3 separate regions of the Mus musculus genome follow, and all the other regions are linked to region 1. A link is a contact called in public Hi-C and promoter capture Hi-C data. All regions are on one chromosome and are shown on one strand. Each heading gives the region's core, a stretch centred on a gene start, on an enhancer-like site or on the middle of the called end of the contact. The rest is flanking DNA. Distances are from core to core; before and after follow the strand shown. Region 1 holds the start of Smdt1 (single-pass membrane protein with aspartate rich tail 1). Region 2 holds the start of Desi1 (desumoylating isopeptidase 1). Region 3 holds the start of Snu13 (SNU13 homolog, small nuclear ribonucleoprotein (U4/U6.U5)).

Region 1 (2,589 bases), core at 38-2,537:
GCTCAATAGAGATGTATACCGTTCCCAAACAAAATTGGACTCTTCCTGACCTCCCTCCTTTCCCTATCTGGGGCCTTGGGCCAGCCTGACCCAAATCCAACAAGGCCTAAAGGCTGGATTTTGCCTCCAGGAGACTGAGTTCCATGGTTCCTCTGGTCAGGGCTATGTTTCTCAAGCCTGCTTGTAACCTCATAGCCAGCTGCCCTCACTGTACACACAGGTACCTTTGCTAAGTTTCTTGTCACAGTAGTTAGTGTTTGCTCTTTTAATAGTTTTGGTTTTTGGAGACCAAGTCTTTGTAGCCCACGCAGGTCTGGAACTCCTTAGCATGGCAATCTGCTGGGATTATAGATAGGAGTGCCACACCTCACTTGGTTTTGGTGTTTGTTTTGCAGCAGGACCTGGTGGAAGGCCTGTTAGCCTCCCCTCCCCCCTTCCCTTTATAACCAGAACGGTAAAGTTCCCCGGTTGGTAGCAAAGAGGTGGAGGAGGATCAGGAGTTCAAAAGCATCCTTGACAACACCGCGAGTTTTTTGGCTAGATTGGGCTATGTGTGAGACCCTCTCAGAAAGTTAATTTTGGTTATTACAATCAACGTGTTTACAAATGAAGAATCAGGAGCCTGAGTTGCAAAGCTGGTGTCTGAGGCTAACAATTGAGTCCAAGAACCTGGCTTGGTGGTATGACCTCCATCAGGCCAATCCGTCTATTTGTTTGTTCCCTAGATCTGTAGGGGAAGCCCGCTGTCCACTGCACCCATTGTACCAATGTCCACAGAAACCATGAGCTATTTATTGTTAACTTGATTTTTTTCGCCGCACTACGTAGCTCCGGCTGTCCTGGAACTTACTGGATTTGAACTCACAGAGATCCTCCTGCCTCTGCATCCCAAGTAGTGTAAGATTAAAGGTGTGCGCCACTTCGCCCAGCTTTTTGTTAACTTTTTGTTACCTTAAAAAAAAAAAAAAAATATATATATATATATATATATATATATATATAAATTCAGATACCAAGTAGAGTTTTTCATTACACATTCTGGTTCCTTAATTCAAGTCTTCCCGAGGTGAGGGGCGGGAACACCTACAAAGGGAGCCCTGGCGGCCCCGCCCTCTGGAGTCCGGGAGGGGCGTCCTTCTCCTGACGTCACTACGTCGTCCGGGCGCCGAGGACTTTCCCACCGGCATACGAATGCGTGCTCTGCGCAGGCGGGAGGGCGGTGCTTCCCGTGTGTGTCACGAGTCTCGCGAGTTTTGGAGAAAGTTTCTGCCAGAGGCCGCCTTGGATGCGTGGGGTGTGGCTCCCGGCGAGGGGCGGAGCTGGAGATGGCGTCCACGGCGGCTCGGCGGCTGGCCTGGGTTGCAGTTCGACCCGGGGCTCTCTGGAGCGGGCCGAGGGGGAGGAGAGGTGGCGATGTCTACACCGTACCGGGCAGCTCAGGTCTCAGCCAGGTACCGTCGAGGTCAGTCATCGTCACTCGCAGCGGCGCCATTTTGCCCAAGCCGGTGAAAGTGAGTGTCTGTCTTGAGGCGGGACGAAGGGATTGAGGCCGGTGATTGGGGGAGTGCATGTGACCTGTCCTGATTGACAGGCGCAGAGGCCAATCATAGTATTGGCATAGACTGGGGACCGGACATAGGACTCAATTTGTGCAGCTGGGTTTTGCTGACTTTGACAGGTGGAGGAAAATGTTTCCATAAAACTCACTGTTAAGCTGGGTTCCTGGACACAGAAGCTGGAAGGCAGCAGCGAAATGTGCAATTTCTTATCTTGAGGGACATAATGACCTATTTCTTCAGGGTCAGAAGAAAGGCTTTGTGTCGATTTATACAAGTCATGCAATCTCTGCCTCAAAGGTGATGGGATAAAACAATCCTGAGAGCTGGAGAGATGGCTCAGAGCTTAGGAACTCTGCTCTTCCAGAGGACCCAGGTTTAACTCCCATCACCACAGGACAGCTACAACTATCAGTAACTTCAAGATCTGACATCTTCGCATAGTCATACACGAGGAGGCAAAATACCAATGCACATAGAATAAATTACTGAAAGAGTGGGAAGGGAATGCGGAAGTAATATACTTAGTAAAAAGGAAATGAAGGAGAACGGATAGGGGGATGTGGGAGCAGGACCTTCTGTGCTGAGGAATGTGTAGGTTTTACAGATGAAGTCAGGGCAGAGCCCTGAAGCCAGCATCCAAAGCTAGGAGTTAGGTCTTGACAACCAGAGACCACATCCTGGTTTTTCCATACTTGAACTCTTGTCACTTGCCCTCGGTACCCCAAAGGAAAAATGGGAAGTCTCTTATACCAAAGGTGTGCTTTTTGACGGCATGGCCGTATGGAGTCGAAGGGAAAACAAAAGTCTTTAGAGCAAGCCTGAGCGGTAGCAGTTGACCCCAGTCAGGGTTCCAGCGAGAAGCAAAAATGTGCAGCTGCTGTATAAAAAGTCACAGCTAGGGGAAGCAGGAAGCTAATACCGGTGAAATCTCATTGGCATTCCTTCCGTCCATGTTGCCTTTGCGAGCTTTTAACATTAATTGTGAAGCAAGGTTGCTCAGCAGCAGGAGCCAGCTAAAAGAGAAGGAGGT
Region 2 (2,589 bases), core at 27-2,526, 330 kb before region 1:
AAGTTCAACTCAGTGACACATCACAAATGGATGTCCTCAAAACTTGCCTTGCTTCCTTGATCCCTGCCCCTTGTGTTCCTTAAGAAATAGGCCTTCCTCCAATGTCTCCAGGAAACACTATAGCTATTTATTGAATGATGCAAAACTATGTCAGTTTCAATCCCTGAAATCCATTCCTGTCCACCATTACCTGAAATGACAAGCCTGACAAATCCTATATGACAGACATTTTGGTATTTGACTTGAAGTGAAGTTGGACCTACACTGAAGGGCTCTTTTTCTCTCTCAGCATGAAACCATTTGAACTGAGCACAACCGATATCCTCACCGATACAGCATCCGGTCCTCCCCCAGAACTGCTTTCTTACCATCTGGTCAAAAGCAATTAACTGTTGAGCGAAAATTGCATCGTCGGACAGAACGTAATTAGTTCCAAGATCTGGCTCAGGGTGACCTGACTTGACCTAACCTGGAGCCGGCAAGGGCTCAAGCCTTCCACCGCTCTAGCGCTCTCTTCCCATCCACTCCAAGGACTGCAGAGGGAATTTCCTTTTGGCGCGGAGGGCAGTCGCTCCGAGGGACACCAGAGGATCTCGTCTGCAGTGTTGCTTCCACCACCAGGGACACGAGCTGGAGGTATCCTCACTTTCTCTACTTTGAGCTAAAGAAGCAGGGTTCCCTGGCTTCTTGGGGAATCCACCAAGATCAGTCGGCTAGCCCCAGTCTCTAGCTGAAGAGGAGCTTGCTCTCAGCCGGAGCGTGTGTCTCCTTGGCTTAGATCATGAAGCTGGACAGGGGTTCAGGGAATCCCACCTCACTGTCCTTGCCCTAGTGGATCTTTCCTACCACCCATGGGCCCGTCTTCCCCCACCCCCCTCGGTGGATCGCTTCCAGCGGCCACCTGCCTTCTTCCCACTGACCCCGGTCCCCTCACCCAGCATGATGGGGCTGAGCCGGCGGGCCAGGCCCTTGGACAGGTCGTACACGTAGAGCTTCACCGGATAGAGATTTGGCGGCTCCATCAGGACCCGTGGCGGCGGCCACGATGGCCCTCGGGCACCCGGCAGCGGCTTGGACCTTCCGGTACCCGACCGGGGTGGGGAGAAGAGGGAGCGGGGGACCGAGCCGGGGCCCGGCCTGAGGGCGGGGGAGAGGCGGCCCTGCGCTGCTCGCGCCCGGACACCCGCGACCGGCAACGACTACTGTGAGGTGACAGAGAGAGAGATCCCAGAGACTCCGCACGGAACAGGGGGCAGGGGCGGGGACGCACTTTCACGCATGTGCGTTCGGTGCTGACGGGTTTCGGGGGCGGAGCTTCAAGCGAGGGGCGGGGCTTTCTCTGGCCGCAAGCGTTCCAGTTTAGGGAACAGGGGGTGGAAGCGGGAAATGCGAGTGGGCGTGCCCGCTTGAAGGGTCGAAGGGCGTGTTGTGCGTGATGACGCAACGTCGCTGATTGGGCGAGAGACAAGGAGCCCGCGTGGACGTGGTGCCCACCTTCTGCTGTCCCAGTGGCTTGCCCGCCTGCGGTTAAGGTAGGTTCGCCGCACCACATGTGTTGGATGAGGCCTGCCTTGGTGGCTTGCTTGCACGCTTAGTGTCGCGCGACCCCTGGCCTCACCACGGAGCAGCGCTGTCGACCTGCAGGACCTGGGTCATGCTCCTTTCTCCCCAGAAGGCGGAACAGGACTGGTGGTTGAGCCAATCTCTAGCTGAAGGTTGGGGGAGAAATGAAGACGAATGTTTCAGCCAGAGCACCAAGTACCGTCCCAGTCCAGTTGGAGCTCGAGATAGGACCTTCAGTGCTGAGCCGCTATGTTATACCTCGCCCTCACCCCTAGCCATTTTGGTCCTGCAGCATCCTTAAGGGATAGCCAAGGGGAGGTTGTTGCAGCAATGACCCCATGCACATTTCTCTTGCCTCTCCAATGATATGGAGAGCTTTGGAGGAAGCAGGAGCCATCATTCACATTCTTTATTAGTGACCCGAGCATTTAGAACAGATCTAAAGAGAACCCAGAAGTCTGTCTGTCTGTCTCTCTTTTTTTTTCTGGTGTGTGTGGCATAGGTCCGGGTACACTGTAGGAAAGCGCATTACCACAGAGCTACCTGCCTTGGTTTTTTTTTTTTTTTTTTTTTTCATTTAAATTCATAACTTCTCTCACCTAGTGAGCAAACCAACATGTCAGAGTGGGAGTCCTACTACAAAACTGAGGGCGAGGAAGAGGAAGAGGAGGAGGAGAGCCCCGACACAGGTGGTAAGTGGCCTGTGTGGAAGATTTTCGCTGTGTACTTTTTTTTTTGCTGGGAGCACTTTATGTTGTCTGATATCCCTCCCTTTTCTCCTCAGATAATCTAAAATATTTTTTCTCCCTTTGAGTTTTACAGTTATTATTTAGATCCTATTTCACTCTATGAACATTCCTAACCCTATTTTCCTTTTTTTTTTTTTACTAACCACGATAGAGAATTTATTAATCTTCAATAAATGACTCTGTCCATGGTAATATTTGTCACTTTATTTTTTACATATTTTTGATTGTTTAAAAAAATCTACTTATTTTTATTTTATGTATGTGTGTACACCTCTGT
Region 3 (2,589 bases), core at 24-2,523, 300 kb before region 1:
AGCATTCTGGAGGCCGGCCAAGGCAGGGAGATCTCATGTCCAAAGCCAGAACTCGCCCGTCCTTAAGCGATGCATGTTTGTACTCCGCCTGCTACAAGCGACCCGTTGTCCCCACTTCCCAGCCTAGACAAACTGCTGCAGAGTTCACCAAGAGCACCGCACTTCAAAACTCTTCCCTGGTTCAACACTGGCTCAGCCACTCTCTCTCTCTCAAACTCTAGACTCGGTCAGTAGTTGCTAAACCTCAGGGGTGGGAGCACGAAAACAAAGCCGACCACCCAAGGGCTGGATGAAATCGCACCAGGCCTGAAAGGGCTCAGCCAAACGGAGCCCTGTACACCATCACAAAGTGGAGACGCTCAAACGCTATCATCCCACGTGGGGCTACCAGGACCACGGATTTCTGAAGGCGTCGGTCGCTCTCATGGTGGGAGCCTTTCCTGAGCTTCCTTCACATTCCATGTGACCCCAAATTTAAAAAAGGAGGCGAGGGTGGGGTGGTGGTGGTTACCTAGTCCGGAGGGCGCGATGGTACGCGCCTTTAATCCCAGCACTGGTGAGGCAGATCTCTTGAGAGCTCAAGGCCAGCTTAGTTTACAGAGTTCCAAGGCCAACCAGGGCTCCATGAGCCCCTAAAAACAAACTAAACCAAAAAGCGCCCCCGAATTCCCTAAGTCTTAGTTCCCGACAGACCCTGGCTGCGGACCCCACGGCGATCCCCTTCCTCAACCCCGGGAGTGGAGAAGACGTGGGTAGTGAGTGCCTCGCATCCCGGGATTTCACCTCATCCCCCAGTGTTTAAAAAGAAAAGAGAAAGAAAACGAGAAGGAGAACAGACGGGCTTCCACACGCGTTCACCATCCCACGTGGGGCGCTCATTTTCCCACGCTGCGCCATGCCTGTCCCCTCGCCGCGGCCTCTGGGCACGCCCACGGCTGCAAAGCCCACCGGGCCGCAGCGACCTGGGACCTCAGCTGCCCGGGATCTCCACTCCGCCGCCCCAGGAACGACCTCGCGGGCCGCCGGAGTTCCAGCCCCGGGCCTGGAGGTCGGCCATCTCGGGGCGGGCGACATGTCGCACGCGCTCCACCTCCCCCAAGACGCAGCGAACAGGGCCCGCGGCCCGCGCTCCCCGTGCTTGCGGCCCGCCGCGCTCACTCACCATGGCTGCGGTGCGCCGGTCTCGCCGCGACTCGACGACAGCCCAACTCAAGAGGGACTGAAACGCCGCGCAGGAAAAAGGAGCGGAAATCACTTCAGAAGCGGCAGGAAGCGGAAGTGACGCCACAGAGCGCGCGCAATGACGGCGTCCCGCCCCCTTCCCGGAAGAAGAGAGTGCTGAAGTCATCTTTGGATGTGGGAGATGCGTTTTTTCAGATTTTATTAGCGTTCTAGTTAGGATCGGCAAAAGATTGTGAATAAACCACTCGGGAAGTGGCACACTAGTACAACGGGTTGTGAGGGTTGCCATTTCATAACCAGGCTTTTTTTTTTTTTTCGAGACAGGGTTTCTCTGTGCAGCCCTGGCTGTCCTGGAACTCGCTTTGTAGACCAGGCTGCCCTCGAACTCAGAAATCCACCTGCCTCTGCCTCCCAAGTGCAGGGATTAAAGGCATGCGCCACCACGCCAGGCTTTTTTTTTTTTTTTTTTTTTTTTTTTTTTTCTGAGTACATAGTGTACCCTTTTCAAAACCATCCTCTCAGGCGGAGGTTGATTTCTACAATTAGCTGGAATAATGCAGTGGTTGTGAGTCTCTTGGGGAGTGTGTGTCAAAAGACCCTTTCCCAGGGGCCGCCGAAGACCATCGGAAGACACGATTCATAACAGTAGCAAGATTACAGTTATGAAGTAGCAACGAAAGTAATTTTATGGTTGGGGGTCACCACAACATGAACTGTATTAAAGAGCTGCAGCAATGGGTAGGTCAAGAGCCATTGGACTAGGGGGCTAGTTAGTGAATGACAGGGAGGTTGTGTTTGGAGTAATTATGTAGGACACCTGCTTCCTTCTTCTGAGCATCTTGCCCCTTTCTTAGTGATGCACCAAAACTTCGTTATGAAAGGATAAACTCAAGTCTAGCGCTCCCTCCCATGAGCTCTTCCGTGATCCTCGTGGCTTCTCAGTCTTTTCCAACATGATGCCAAACACATCTTGGGGCTATTTGGATCTAGCCCAGACCCCACCATTAGAGCCAATTTCAGCTCATTGTGTCACAACTGTAGAGCTGAGAACTGGGAGGACCTTTAAGAGCCTTACAAAATAGTTCCTCATTTTTACAGATGAGAACAAAGTGTAAAGAAGGGAAGCCTGCCCACTGTCAGGAATCAAACAGTGGCAAAGCTAAAACCGGACCTTGAGATTTTTAGCATTGGGGGTCAGGCAACCACATGGATTCAAACTGCCAACAGGAGGGAACATTTCTAGAGACTGGCGAGATGCCTCCCTGGTTCAGCACACTGGCTGCTCTTCTATAGGATATGGGTTCAATTCCCAACACCCACATGGCAACTGACAACACTTGTGACTCCAGTTACAGAAAGATTCAACTGCCTCTTCTAGCATCCATGGGCACTGTGATGCACAGACTT

What was found. Hi-C and Micro-C count contacts between places; a contact is called where the count stands out from the background. Capture Hi-C pulls out chosen DNA fragments and counts their contacts.
Region 2: a Hi-C map of neutrophils shows a contact between it and region 1, with 4 times the contacts expected there. The contact joins the promoter of Desi1 here to the promoter of Smdt1 in region 1. A contact is called at or near these places in 1 of 39 promoter capture datasets (erythroid cells), 2 of 484 Hi-C or Micro-C datasets (the N1E-115 cell line and neutrophils), 2 of 115 datasets of contacts at active chromatin or transcription factors (bone marrow-derived macrophages and memory CD8 T cells) and 2 of 9 other capture datasets (adipose tissue and liver).
Region 3: a promoter capture Hi-C map of pancreatic islet shows a contact between it and region 1. The contact joins the promoter of Snu13 here to the promoter of Smdt1 in region 1. A contact is called at or near these places in 4 of 39 promoter capture datasets (fetal liver, liver, neural stem cells and 1 more), 15 of 484 Hi-C or Micro-C datasets (CD4 T cells, CD8 T cells, the G1E-ER4 cell line and 12 more), 6 of 115 datasets of contacts at active chromatin or transcription factors (the 230-238 cell line, embryonic stem cells, memory CD8 T cells and 1 more) and 3 of 9 other capture datasets (adipose tissue, liver and pancreatic islet).

The regions. Positions count from the first base shown.
Region 1 is chr15:82,344,759-82,347,347 of GRCm38.p6, forward strand. It overlaps Smdt1 (single-pass membrane protein with aspartate rich tail 1), which reads left to right and starts at 1,288. Exons shown (of 3, transcript NM_026914.1): 1 at 1,288-1,511. The coding sequence starts at 1,326. It overlaps Pheta2 (PH domain containing endocytic trafficking adaptor 2), which reads left to right. Exons shown (of 2, transcript NM_177391.4): 2 at 1-952.
Region 2 is chr15:82,014,944-82,017,532 of GRCm38.p6, forward strand. It overlaps Desi1 (desumoylating isopeptidase 1), which reads right to left and starts at 1,277. Exons shown (of 6, transcript NM_134095.3): 1 at 935-1,277. The coding sequence starts at 1,022. It overlaps Xrcc6 (X-ray repair complementing defective repair in Chinese hamster cells 6), which reads left to right and starts at 1,426. Exons shown (of 13, transcript NM_010247.2): 1 at 1,426-1,532; 2 at 2,167-2,255. The coding sequence starts at 2,180.
Region 3 is chr15:82,046,325-82,048,913 of GRCm38.p6, forward strand. Snu13 (SNU13 homolog, small nuclear ribonucleoprotein (U4/U6.U5)) reads right to left here and starts at 1,274. Exons shown (of 3, transcript NM_011482.4): 1 at 1,163-1,274. The coding sequence starts at 1,165.